Regions from separate parts of the Mus musculus genome. Here region 1 is linked to region 2. A link is a contact called in public HiChIP or PLAC-seq data. All regions are on one chromosome and are shown on one strand. The core of a region is the stretch at or near the end of the contact, and the rest is flanking DNA. Distances in the headings are between cores, read along the strand shown. Region 1 overlaps Agpat3 (1-acylglycerol-3-phosphate O-acyltransferase 3). Region 2 holds the start of Trappc10 (trafficking protein particle complex 10).

Evidence for each region. HiChIP or PLAC-seq counts read pairs in DNA pulled down with a chosen protein or histone mark.
Region 1: a contact with region 2 is called in an HNF4G HiChIP or PLAC-seq map of pancreatic cancer cells. The contact joins the enhancer-like site here to the promoter of Trappc10 in region 2. A contact is called at or near these places in 1 of 15 datasets of contacts at CTCF or cohesin (CD8 T cells), 2 of 115 datasets of contacts at active chromatin or transcription factors (embryonic stem cells and pancreatic cancer cells) and 3 of 9 other capture datasets (adipose tissue, liver and pancreatic islet).

What each region holds. Positions count from the first base shown.
Region 1 is chr10:78,325,321-78,331,576 of GRCm38.p6, reverse strand. Agpat3 (1-acylglycerol-3-phosphate O-acyltransferase 3) reads left to right here. Exons shown (of 10, transcript NM_053014.3): 2 at 2,241-2,301. Among named protein-coding and RNA genes, the nearest start is that of Mir7659, 12 kb to the left of the region's middle. Within about 2 kb of position 1,681, at least 32 of the 459 cell types and tissues checked have an H3K27ac peak or open chromatin away from gene starts, as enhancers often do. A contact at or near this core is called in liver and pancreatic cancer cells, where this site is marked.
Region 2 is chr10:78,241,220-78,247,636 of GRCm38.p6, reverse strand. It overlaps Trappc10 (trafficking protein particle complex 10), which reads left to right and starts at 2,992. Exons shown (of 23, transcript NM_001081055.2): 1 at 2,992-3,201. The coding sequence starts at 3,135.

The DNA.
Region 1 (6,256 bases), core at 432-2,931, 85 kb before region 2:
AATGGAACTGGGGCTTGAGTTTGTCTGTCCCTAGACTTGTATATGAGAACCTGAACTAGCCAGGCATGGTGGCACACGCCTTTAATTCCAGCACTCGGGAGGCAGAGGCAGGCAGATTTCTGAGTTTGAGGCCAGCCTGGTCTACAAAGTGAGTTCCAGGACAGCCAGGGCTACACAGAGAAACCCTGTCTCGAGAAAAAAAAAAAAAAAAAAAAAGAACCTGAACTTCAGTCTCTGGAACCTACATAAAACTGCTGGGCATGGTGGTGTTGCCATAATGAAAGATTTGGGAGGCAGAGATGAGGGGATCCGAGGGACACAGGTGCCGGCTGGACTGTGAGGTTTCAAACTAATGAGAGACCTTGTTTCAAAGGAGGTGAGTGGTGTTTCTTTTGTTTCGTTGTTTCTTTCTTTGTTTTTCTTTCTTTCTTTTTTGTTTCTTTGTTTCTGTTTCTTTTCTGAGACAGTGTATCACAATGTAGCCTTGACTGGCCTAGAACTTGCTCTAGACCAGACAGGTCTTGAAGTCAAAGAGATTTACCTGCTTCTGACCCCCTGGTAGTGATTATAGTAAAGGTACACTGTCCTCAACTGTTTTAAGTTTATTTTATTATGTATGAGTGGTGTGTGTGTGTGTGTGTGTGTGTGTGTTCTGCCTGCATGCATGCTTGTACACCATGTGCCTAGTGCCTGCAGGGCCTAGAAGAAGGTGTCGGATCCCTTAGAACTGGAGTTAACACATGATTGTCAGCTACCACGTGCATGCTTAGAATTGAACTTGATGTCTTAGGGAAGAGCAACCAGTGCTCTAAACCACTGAGCCATCTCTCCAGCCCTAGTGGGTACCATTTCTGAAGTTGACACTTAAGGTTGTCTTCTGGAGTGTACATACACACACATATCTTAGAGGCAAAAATAAACCATCCTGGCTGGGATCGATTTGGTCAGTTAAAGGGTGCAGAAGAGATCAGTATATTCAAAGACAGAATGCTTTGAAAAGCACAAAAGACAAAGAAGACATCAGTGGGACTATGACGAGTGGGAAAGAACATAAAGGTCTCCCATGCTAGGAAAAAGCAAGGCCTTGAATTTTTCCAAATTTGGTGAAAATTTAAATCCAAGAAACTTACCAAACCCTACTCTGAAGAAGCAAGGCAGTCCACAGTGCCACGTCCCAAGTGAGCTGCTGCAGCCATGCTGGTGGGCTCCTGTCACTACCGAGGGGCAGAGCTAGTAGTGGAATGGATTTTCCTCGGGAGTATATGGCCCAACGATAGTGTAGAGGCAACCTAAAATACTGGAAAGTGGCCAGGCAGGGTGACATGAGCCTCTAATCCCAGCAATAGGGAGGTCGAGGCAGGAGGATCATGAGTTTGGAGCCTGTTCTCTTCTCTTGAGGACACTAAGACTCAAGACCTGATCGCTGTCAAAGACACTGCTGTCTGCACTGTCATGGTGGGGTAGGGACACAGACACTCGCTCTACTGCACTCATCCAGCAAAATGGTCTTTGGCCTTAAGAAAGAGAGAGCCCTCACAGAAAGAGCGATTGTGTGATTCCACTTACATGAAGTTGCTAGAGTTTCTAGTGTGAAGACAGAGAGCATCCTGGGTACTGAGGGCTCGGCTGCTAGCTTATGGGAGAGGCTGGGTATCCATCTGGAAGATGGGAAAGCTCTGTGGGTGGAGAGTACCAACGGCTTCACAGCCATGCATACGTGCCTCAGACATGCTCAAGATGGTCAGTCTTGTGCAGGGTTTGCCACAGTTTAAAATGGACATTTTGGCAAAGTGATCCTTAAGGGCTGGGGTGTGGTGTGGCGTGGTAGAGCTAACGGGCCAGAGGAGCCCAGTGTGTAGAGTGGGGAGATGCTCCATCATGCACACAAGCTGGGCAGTGGCTCTGGGTAGGACAGCCCCTGGCAGAGGGAGGCTGTTCTGTTCTGGCAGATGCAGCAGCCCAGTTCCATTGCTTAGGGACCTGCAGGTCTCTGCAGTGGTCCCCGGTGTCCTGGAATGTAACTGGTGCCTGTCTCTGGGTTTTTTCATTTATGAGTCATCTGCGAACCTCCTGCTATGCAATGGAAGTGCAGGCTCAACTTCCTGAACTCCAGGGGCATGATCCTGGGATTGGCTTGAGTCCCTAGTGAAGTTCTTGCCTAGCGCTGTTTGCCTGCTTCGAGGGAAATGCCTCTCCTAAGCCCTGTATGCCACATTCATGACCATGTCCTCTTCTTCTAGGCCCTGCAGGTCGGACACCCTTGAGGACAGCCATCGCCTGGCCCTGCTAGCCTGTGCCTTGGTAAGTGAAGAGGGCATGGTGGGTTTCATGAGTTTGTTTCTGCATGTCTCTATGTGTGTCCTGGGTACAGCTTAGGTGTGGGTCCCCTGTGTGACATAGCCAGCTCCTGGTAGTGGAAGATCTTTGACCCCAGTTCATACCTAGGTTAGATAGGGATACTGGGACAATCTGAGCCCTGGGCATGGCTAGGCCTTAATATGCCTGCTGATTTTCTTAAAGGGCAAGCATTTTTATACCCTCTATGGTCAGGAGGCATCTATATCTGTCATATATATATGTGTGTGTGTGTGTGTGTGTGTGTGTGAGAGAGAGAGAGAGAGAGAGAGAGAGAGAGAGAGAGAGAGAGAGAGAGAGAGAGAGAGAGAGAGAGACCAGTGAAGAGCTGGTGAGATAGGATGTTGGTGAGCCAGAGTGGCTACCAGGACACAGCTCTCACATGCAATCCCCTCAACAGAATGGCCCCAGAAGCACACCAGCCTCCTTGAGACCAGCTGATAGCCACTTACCGGGACCTGAAAGCTTGTGGCCCTGGGGTCAGAGTTGCTTCCTGATAGAAACAGAGCAGGTGCATCTCCTTCTGGAGGCCACAGGGGCTGATGTTGGTTGATATTAGCTGGGTCAGTCCGGCAGTGGGTTCTGGGTCACAAGGCCTGAGAATAGAGCCTAACGTTCTATGTGACAGGGGTGGGACATCTCTGCCTATTCCCATGCCCTCATCCTTTGGAGCTTCATGCCATCCCCAGAGCCTTTTAATGAAGGAGCTTGAACCACAGGCTCATCCTTCATGGTCAAACCTGGATCAGGTGGCTTCCTGCCTTTCCTCCATGACCCAGAAGATATCTGTAGAGTGGGTGCTGTCTGTCATGCAGATCTCTTGGTTCAGACTGCAGGGTCATGGTTTAGGTCAATGTCCCAGTTCTTGGCAGGCAGTGGGTGGGTAGTTTAGCTTTCTGGGACAAAACTGTATCCAAGAATATTCTGAAATCCACTATTTTATTTACGACATCAAACATATTTTGAATAAGTAGGAGCTATGCCTTTGCAATAATACATTCCTATTATCCCGGCACTTGGGAGGCTGTGGCAGGGGCATCATGTGGTTTGGGCCTGTATGGACTGCAGAGTGAGATCCTGGCATAAGCCCTCCCTCCTTAGTCCAAAATAGATCTAGGATTGTAGCAACCAAATTCTAGTCTCACACTTTTTCTGTTTATAGTTATGATTTCCTGAAGACAGTATCTAACTTTTCCTTTGTTCCCCAGTTGGATAGCTAGTCCCATAGGGTACCCACAGCAGTTCTGACTGACTGGCGCTCGGGGCAGTCCTTCTCCTGGTAAACACACACACACACACACACACACACACACACACACACACACACACTCACGCTCTTGGTGTTTCTGCAAAGTGAGCACTGCTTACACAGAACTACATTCTCGAGAACCAGTACTCCTCACCAAAGACACAGAGATTCTAAAGTCATGTACCACCATGGTTAATTGTATGTGTGGCCAGAGATTGCCCAGATGGGACAGTGCAGATGCTGTGACCCTTCTGAGTCTGGGGGCAGGGGTAGACAACTGCTTGGCAGAGCTCTGTAGAAAATAAGTTGTGAGAGGCACTGAGTGTACCTCACCATGGGGACATGGACTCTGGTTGTATCACATCTGAGGGCTGGGAAATGAGGTGGGAGAAGTGCCTGAGGTTGGACATTGGTGGACCTGGGAAGCTAGGAGTGAGGCCTAAACTGGATCGGGGGTCAGCTCAGTGCCCACAGCCCACTGATGCTCGACTCCATGAGAGGCAAGACAGGAACAGCACACAGATTATCCCACTGCGAATGTTGACATTTATAGTAACACATTCTTCCTACAGCTGGCATCTCTTGGAAGCTTGCAAGGGCCAGCAAGTCGTGTCAGTGATTCTTATCACTTCCTTAGGAGCTGGACAACTGAGTCTGACCACAGGAAACATGGCAGAAGGGAAGAACTGACCTGTGTGTTGTCCTTTGACCACCGCATGCATGCTATGGCATGCAACACCCCAAAATAAATATAAATATAAAAAATAATAAATGAGGCTGGAGAGATAGCTTAGCAGTTAAGAGCACTGAGTGCTCTTCCAGAGGTCCTGAATTTAATTCCCAGCAACCACATGGTGGCTCACAACCATCTGTAATGGGATCCGATGCCCTCTTCTGGTGTGTCTGAAGACAGCTGCAGTGGACTCATATACATAAATAAATCTTCAGAAAAAAATAATAAATGCAACCATTCAAATAGCTAGTAAACATCTGGAAAGGTGCATGCTTCGGGGTCACAGCACAGTGTGGGGTGCTGGAAGACCGGACATTCGGAGAGCCCTGCAGTAGGAGGAAGTACTGTGAAGTTCTGGACCTTGCTGAGACTCTCTAGGGTATGCAGGAGACCTTACCTAACAGCATAAAATAATTGGCCAAAAGGGATTTGCCAGCCAAATTAGGAGTCGGGAGGGGGTGGGGGATAGGAGGCAGTGTGTGTGTGTGTGTGTGTGTGTGTGTGTGTGTGTGTGTGGTCACCCAGGGACACAGAGGACTCCAGAAGTGTGGCCAGCCCTGAGGGGAGCCCATCTGAGTCTATATCAAGCAGAGCTATTTCCCAGCAAGGCCTAAATGTCAAGCTCAGGTTGTTTTCAGCCAGGATGAGAATTCTTCAGAGGCTGGGCTCTCAATTGTGTCTCTCAGAACAATAGGGGACAATCCTCTCTCTGGTCATGTGAGTCCTGTAGCCCAGGTGTGTTGTCCTGGTGACAAAGGTCGCAGACAAAGTCTGAGATTGCAGGAAGTAAGCAGGTGCTGGGTGGATGCTGGAGGCCCAGGGTGACCTGCAGGAACAGAGAAGGGGAGATAGGTGAAGGCTACAGAAGGGTTCACTGTGTTTCGCTGTGCTGGGTGGAGATTATCTTTGTCTTCTGAAGGGGTTGTGTGAGGGGAGAGCAAAGGGCACAGACATCGCCCCGGCAGGCTGTCTGGTAATGGCAGACATCCTGCAAAGGGAGGCACTTTCTTGAAAGAAGAGCTGAGTCTTATCGGTGCAGGGTGGGTGGGTAGCCTGCTGCCATGCAGACACAAAGGTAGGAGCCTGATGTGAGTTAACTTTGTTCTCAACACTTAAAATTTAATTATAGAAGTAGCATATGCTTGGAAAGATGGAACCAGAATCAAGTATAATAAATAAAGCTGTGTTCCTTACTCTGTCTAGGATTTCACTCTTCCGGGAGGATGCGCCAACCTAGAGTGGCTTGTAGTTAATCTTCCAGAACTCACAGAAAGCTCCCAGGAACACACGAGCAGCCTGTGTCAGTAGAGTGCTCACCCAGCATGTATAAAGCCTTGGGAGCGACCCCCAAACACTGCATACACCAGCATGATGACCGTGCCAGTTATCACAGCACGCGGGAGGCTGAAGCAGGAGGGTCAGGAGATCAAGGTCTTCTCCCGTTCCGTGTCAAGTTTGAGAACAGCCTGGACTTGGGCTAGGTTGTACCTTGTCTCAAGCAAGCAAACAGATTTTTAAAAAGATAAACAAACAGTTACTAACTGCAGTTCTGTGGGACAGCTTCTATAGCTGGATTCTAGCTGTCAGTTTGCACAGACCTGCTTCCTTTTATAAAAGCTCTTCTTGCCAGGCAATGGTATGGCAGCACGCCCCTTTAATCCTGGTGCTTGGGAGGCAGAGGCAAGTGGTTCTCCACGTTCAAGGCCAGCTTGGTCTACATAACACGTTCCAGGACAGCCAGGGCTGTTCAGAGAAGCTCTGTCTTTTTTTTTTTAAGTTTTTTTAATTTATTTTATTTATACACTATAGCTGTCTTCAGATACACTAGAAGAGGGCATCTGATCCCATTACAGATGGTTGTGAGCCACTGTGTGGCTACTAGGAATTGAATTCAGGACCTCTGGAAGAACAGTCAGTAC
Region 2 (6,417 bases), core at 1,743-4,242:
AGGCAAAACACACATAAAAGTAAATAAAATGAAATAAAAAAGAAAATATTTTGTTACTCTGCTGCAGCCTTCCCTCATTCATATTAATTTAGTCCCTTGAATATACATTTTATAGTTGCCTTTGTAAACAGTTCTGGGTCATAGCTGCTTTCAGTTGAGATTGTATGTCTTGGAGGAGCCTCACACTTCCTGTTCCTGTCCAGTCATTTCTTGATGCCCGTTGGACTTTGATAAGCAATACACCGCACAGTTTCTGGATTATCTAGGCCTTGTCTTCCATTCTAGCTCACAGCTCCACTAGCCTTTCCCCGTCATGAGCTCCTGTAGGTTTGTTTGTGTTAGAGACTATTCAAGGTGCCCCCTCACCAGTCCCTCTGACTGCCAGGACTCCATCTCCAAACTTGATCAGATCATATCAAGTCATTGCTTTGTTGGAGGACAGGGACTGACAAGTTTTGGCTTTAAGACCAGGCCTGGCCACAGCCTTTGAGATATACAGTCCCTAGGCTAAGACTTGAGTTTAAGCTGTTAAAGGGTTGCTATGGAATCGGGGTAAGAGACTTACCTGTAAAGTCGGAAGTCCTTCTATCACTTTGCAGAGGGAGCCTGTGGGCTGGTGATACGGTCCTTACTATAGTGTCTCAGCTGAATGTTGTACTGTTTGGCCTGAGTGTCCCTGTTGTTCCTGACAAGCCCCACTGCCACCCATTCCTGTGAAGCAGAATTCCTGGAAAGGAGGTTTGTCTGCAAAGATTGAGTGACTAATCACAACGACATTGAGGTGGAGTGGTTACAAGGCTGCAGGTCTAGAGGCTAGTTATTTTATGATAGCCTAGTGTCAGCCCCTAAATATCCATTCATTGCCCACCCCAGTGTCAGAACTAACACTCTGTGACTAATAGATTAAAAAAAAAGTGTTGGAATCTATTAACTTTGCAGACCACTAGTGTCTTAGCTAGGGTTTTACTGCTGTGAACAGACACCATGACCAAGGCAAATCTTATAAAGGACAACATTTAACTGAGGCTGGCTTATAGGTTCAGAGGTCCAGTCTGTTATCATCAAGGTGGGAGCATGGCAGCATCTAGACAGGCATGGTGCAGGAGGAGCTGAGAGTTTTACATCTTCATCTGAATGCTGCTAGTGGAAGACTGACTTCCAGGTAGATAGGGTGAAGGCCCACACCCACAGTAACAGGCCTACTTCAACAAGGTCACATGTGCTAATAGTGCCACCCCTTGTTCCTGGCCCAAGTGTATAGAAACCATCACAACTAGCTTTCCCACCTCCAAAGCTAAGAATGGTATTTGAGGCCAACAGGAGAGAGTCCACCTTCTAGCTATAACAGCCTCTCTGACGTACTCACCAATGTATTTTAAATTGTCTTGATTTATGACTTTTTATGTTCTGCAACTATAAAGCTTCAAGTGCTTCCATGTGGGATCACGAAACCTGGGGTTACCCACTCAGGAGGCCTCAGAGGATTCCTCAAAATCCTTGTCCCCTGGGTGGCGGGCACTCAAATTTGGCTCCGAAGCACACCATCTCTTATTCCATTTGAGGTGAGAGCTTCGTTCTTTGTGCTGACATCTCACAAACGCTTAGCTGGATGGGGTGAAAAACCTTTGGCACGTCCACGGAGGCTTTGGACCCCTATTCTTGCTTTGCTGTGCTCTCTCTAGGCCAGTGGTTCTGAACCTTTCTAATGCTGTGACCCTCCTAAATAAAAAATAAATATTAAGTAAATAAAAATAAAATATTAAATAATGAATAAAAATTAAATAAATAAACTAAAAATTAAATAAATAAAAATAAAAATATTAGAGAAAAATATTAAATAAACAAAATAAATATATTAAAGAAGTAAAAATAAAATTATTACATAAATAAAAATAGTTTGTTACTACTTCATAAACTGTAATTTTGCTACTGTTATGGGTCATAATGTAAATATTTTTTTTGGAGCTAGAGGTTTGCCAAAAGGCTCGGGACCCACAGGTTGAGAACCCCTGTGCCTGGCAGTCTCCACCTGCTTCAACTGCCCTAATCAGTTGCCTGAAAGCCCAAACCAACATGCTCCCCAACAGTCAAGTCATGCTCAGACATTCCATTTGCACACTGAATCCCATTTGCAAAAGCTCCCATAGACCTGCTTTACTTGCGCCGAGTTCAGTTCAAAGCAATATTTGATTTTGCGACATTCACAATACCTAGCGGCTTCAAAGCAGTACCAGCTATAGGTGACCAGTACTGATGAAGGTGGGACATAGGGAGCATTCTGGGAGCCAAGGGAAAGAGTGCTGAAGGCTGACGCAGGTGGAAACGACCTATGTGGTGGTTCATACGAGTAAAACCACCTAATCAACCAATCAAACAAAAACCTCACAAAACCAGAAAGGACAGTGGGAAGCTGGCGTGCCAGCGGGTGCACATGGAGTTGTACGGGGTGGGTGGAACACTTTCGATCTTGCCTCGCTTTGAGTCAGCACACTTGGCAAGTCCGTGTTAACAGGCAAGCAGAGACTCAGCTTGGCACTGCACAGTTGAGCTCGCCCAGATGTAAAAACCGACCCAAGGCATCCTGCAGAAGCCGGAAAGGAGGAAGCTCCCTCGGAGATAACGGGAATTCCGCCAGACGTGACGTGGGGGCACACAGGGTAGAAGCGAGGATGAGGGTAAGGGAGCATCTGCAGGTGCGAAGCCGAGGAGAATCCAGTTTAGACAGGTCTGATGAGACCAAGCAAGGGTCACCAAGCTTGGGCATTGAGAAGGTGGGGTCAAGGAGCTCAGGCACGTGCGCCGCCCTCTGTCCTCTGCAGCTGCCTGAGAACCGAGGCAGAGGCGGCTCCCGCTATTGACAGCTACAGCGGCCCCGCCCTGCACCGCCGGGCGGCCCGGCACGCGGCCTTTTTCGTAGGAGGGCATTCGGCGGCGAGGCCCGCCCCTTTAAGTCGCGCGCCCCGGAAGTGGTCACGCGGCGGCGCCGGGGCCGGAAGTGGACGCGGCCGGCGGCGGCGGGCGGCCGGCTAGGAGCTGCCGGGGGCCGGCGGCGAGGAGGCGCGGGCTCAGCGGGCCCCGCGCTGCCTCGGGTGCCCATGGCGGGCGGGGGGCCGGGCCGGTGACGCCGGACGCCCATGGACGCCCCTGAGGAGCCACAGCCACCGGTGGTCTACACCATGGAGAACAAGCCCATCGTCACCTGTAAGTGCGGCGGGGCGGGCGGGCGGGGGGCGCGGCCGGGCTTGGCAGCTCCCATCTACGCGGACACAGCCGACCTCCGACCTTTCCGCGGGTGACCTCCGACCCGCTGTGCAGCCGACGCCAAGCTTTGGGTCCTGACCTGGGCGGTCTCCGGAGCAGCTCGTTCTGTACTGTCAGTGCTGCTAGGGATCGGGCCGGCCTTCCCCGTGGGTCGGCTCTCCTGCGCGCTGACCGCAGTCCGGTGGGCAGGCCCAGCTCTCCGCAGAGCGCAGGTGCTCTTCCTCTAGTGACTGTCAAGCCGGAGTGGCAGGTGGCCGGCCAGGCTTAGGAAGGAACCCAGCTCTGTCTGGTCCAATCATCCTGTGCTTATAGGCACTTTCCAGAGCTGCTCCACCAGCGAGTTCCCGCTCGGACATCCCCTTCCGCACTTGTTCCTTCTCCCACTGAATGCACACACACACACACACACACACACACACACACTCACACACAAAGATTGGTTTCTCTGCTACAGAAAAAGAAAACCCTCATTTTAAAGCATAATTTCAGAACGGAGTAGTTTTGCAAACTATGGACTCATGGGAAGTGTGGACGGGTTGGTTAACATTTTGACAGCTTTGCGGTGCTGTCTCTCAAAGGACAGGTGTGATACGTGGCTGTTGGCAGTTCAGTATGTGCTTGACCTTATGAATTTACTTTTTTCTAAACAGGAAGCATATTTGCAAAACCTGGTGCTAGGCCCCAGGGTTCCCAAGGTCTCCAGCACACCCTGCTCTGTTTTCTCCTTTGGGCCCTTGGATACATGGGCTCCTCCCAGTTCCTTCCTGTAACCGCATAGACATTTCATATTTAAAGACTTACATCTCTTTATTGCTAGATTAACTTTCTCAGGGATATGGATGTGTCTCCCATAAAGTTGGGAGACTTGCATAGTTCAGCAGTTAGTTGTGTGTGTTTTGTTTTTTTTTTTTTTTCTTCCCAGAATGCTTGGCAACTGAGAGGCTTGCCAAACCTCACCTGCAGGCAGGTGGACCGATGTGGCAGAGCTGGTCTGGAGGCTGCCCCGCCCTGCCCGGGTGCTCCTTGATCCCCTCAGGGAAGTTGCACCCTGTTCATGGTTGGATTCAATGTGTTCCAGGTCCTGAGAACTTTCCCCCAGTACTGTGCACAGTAGGAATTCTGGATGAGTACTTAGAACCCACAGGGACACCCACTTACTTGACTGCATCTCCCGACCCTTAGCTTTGAACATTGGCATCTTCATTGCCATAGACATTTTATCAGCATCCTGCTGAAGGTAAAGTTGCAAGCTCAGCGGCATCGGCTGTGGCTAAGGAGAAAGGGTTAATTACTCTGGTAGCTAGTACTTGGAAATGTGTGCTATTTAATGTCTTACCTTCCTGTGTGCAGGACAGCTGCAGGGTGCCTTCCTGTAGGCCTGTTGGAGTTTGGGTGTTGGTGGGGGATTCCCATGGCTTTGGGGTAGCATCATAAGAAAGTGTGCTGATGGTGTCCCCAAGTTGGAGGGCACAGCTCTTCACTGGAATTTCAGAAAACAAAGTCGTTTTAGAGAAATGTAAAAGCAATCTCTTTAAAATAAAAGGCTTTTTTTTTTTTGACACTCAGGAAATCTGACTTAGTATACACTCAGTGGCATTTTTATGTTTCTGGGGCTGCAGCTTTGGCAAGCACTTATCCTGGTTCCACCTTATTCCTTCTTTATCTTGTTATGTTTTAAAGGAGAAGCTAACGAACTCAGTTCAGAAATCTACCCAAAGGCCAGTTCACTCTTCACAACACGTCAATACTGTGTATATGGTTCTCTTAGTGTTTGCTCCCCAAACAATCTGTTTTATCGTATTAAAAAATTCATACTTTAGATCTCCTTCAACACTCACCTAGCCAGTCTGAGTTCACTTTAAAAAGCAGAGCTCATGTTTATCATTGTGTGTGTGTGTGTATACATATATGGTGTATGTGCAGGCTTGTGCACCTGTGGAGAACAGAGATCAGTCTCAGGAATTGGTCCACCTGAGCTGTCTTCCTGGACTTTTTGTTGTTTGTTTGTTTGTTTCTTCATACAGTGTCTCTCCCTGGAACCCCGGGTGTCTTAGTTAGGGTTTTGCTGCTGTGAACAGACACCATGACCAAGGCAAGTCTTATAAAAACAATATTTAATGTGGGGCTGGCTTACAGGTTCAGAGGTTTAGTCCATTATCATCAAGGTGGGAGCATGGCAGCATCCAGGCAGGCATGGTACAGGAGGAGCTGAGAGTTCTAGGTCTTCATCCAAAGGCTGCTAGTGGAAGACTGACTCCTAGGCAACCAGGGTGAGAATCTTAAGCCCACACCCACAGTGACACACCTACTCCAACCAGGTCACACCTCCAAATGGTGCCATTCCCTGGCCCAAGAATATACAAACCATCACACCGGGCTTCACCAGTTATGCTAGTCTGCCTCTAGAAATTATACTGTATCCACCTCCCCATTGCTGGGGTTACAAGCCTGTGACCATAGCATGATTGTCACGTGGGTTCTAGGGACCCAAACTTGGGTCCTCATGCTTCCTGGGCAAGCATTTTATGAGCTGTTTTATCTTCCCAGCCTCATATTTTCCTCTGGACAGTGACTGGTGCTAGATTAGGGGCGTGAGAGGAACGGAAAGTCCTCAAAGGTTGGGGGGAGACAGAATCAAGTCTTGCTCAAAAATGTTCCTGAGTTATTTTAATATTGTTTTGGGACTGCATAGAAGTTTTGGTAGGTTTTAGCCATCATTGAAAGATTCTGTTTTTGTTTTTGTTTTGTTTTGTTTTTCGAGATAGGGTTTCTCTGTGTAGCCCTCCCTGGCTGTCCTGGAACTCACTTTGTAGACCAGGTTGGCCTCGAACTCAGAAATCCGCCTGCCTCTGCCTCCCAAGTGCTGGGATTAAAGGCGTGCCCCTCATTGGAAGATTCTTAACATCTTGTCTTGTGGGCTATGGTGGGGAGAGACTACCTCTGCTGAGAGGATCTGTGTGGTGCAGGGTGCCAGCTGGGGAAGCCCGCTGCAGTGGCTTGGATGATGAATCACCTAGTCAGAATAATCTGATGCTTACTATACAATTTTTTAATCATGAGAGATGCTTAGAGATACTGAAAACCAGCTGATCCATTTGTTGTCAGTTTAGGTTTTAGCTTAGTTTCCTCTCTCCTCCTCAAAACCAGGTGTGTGTG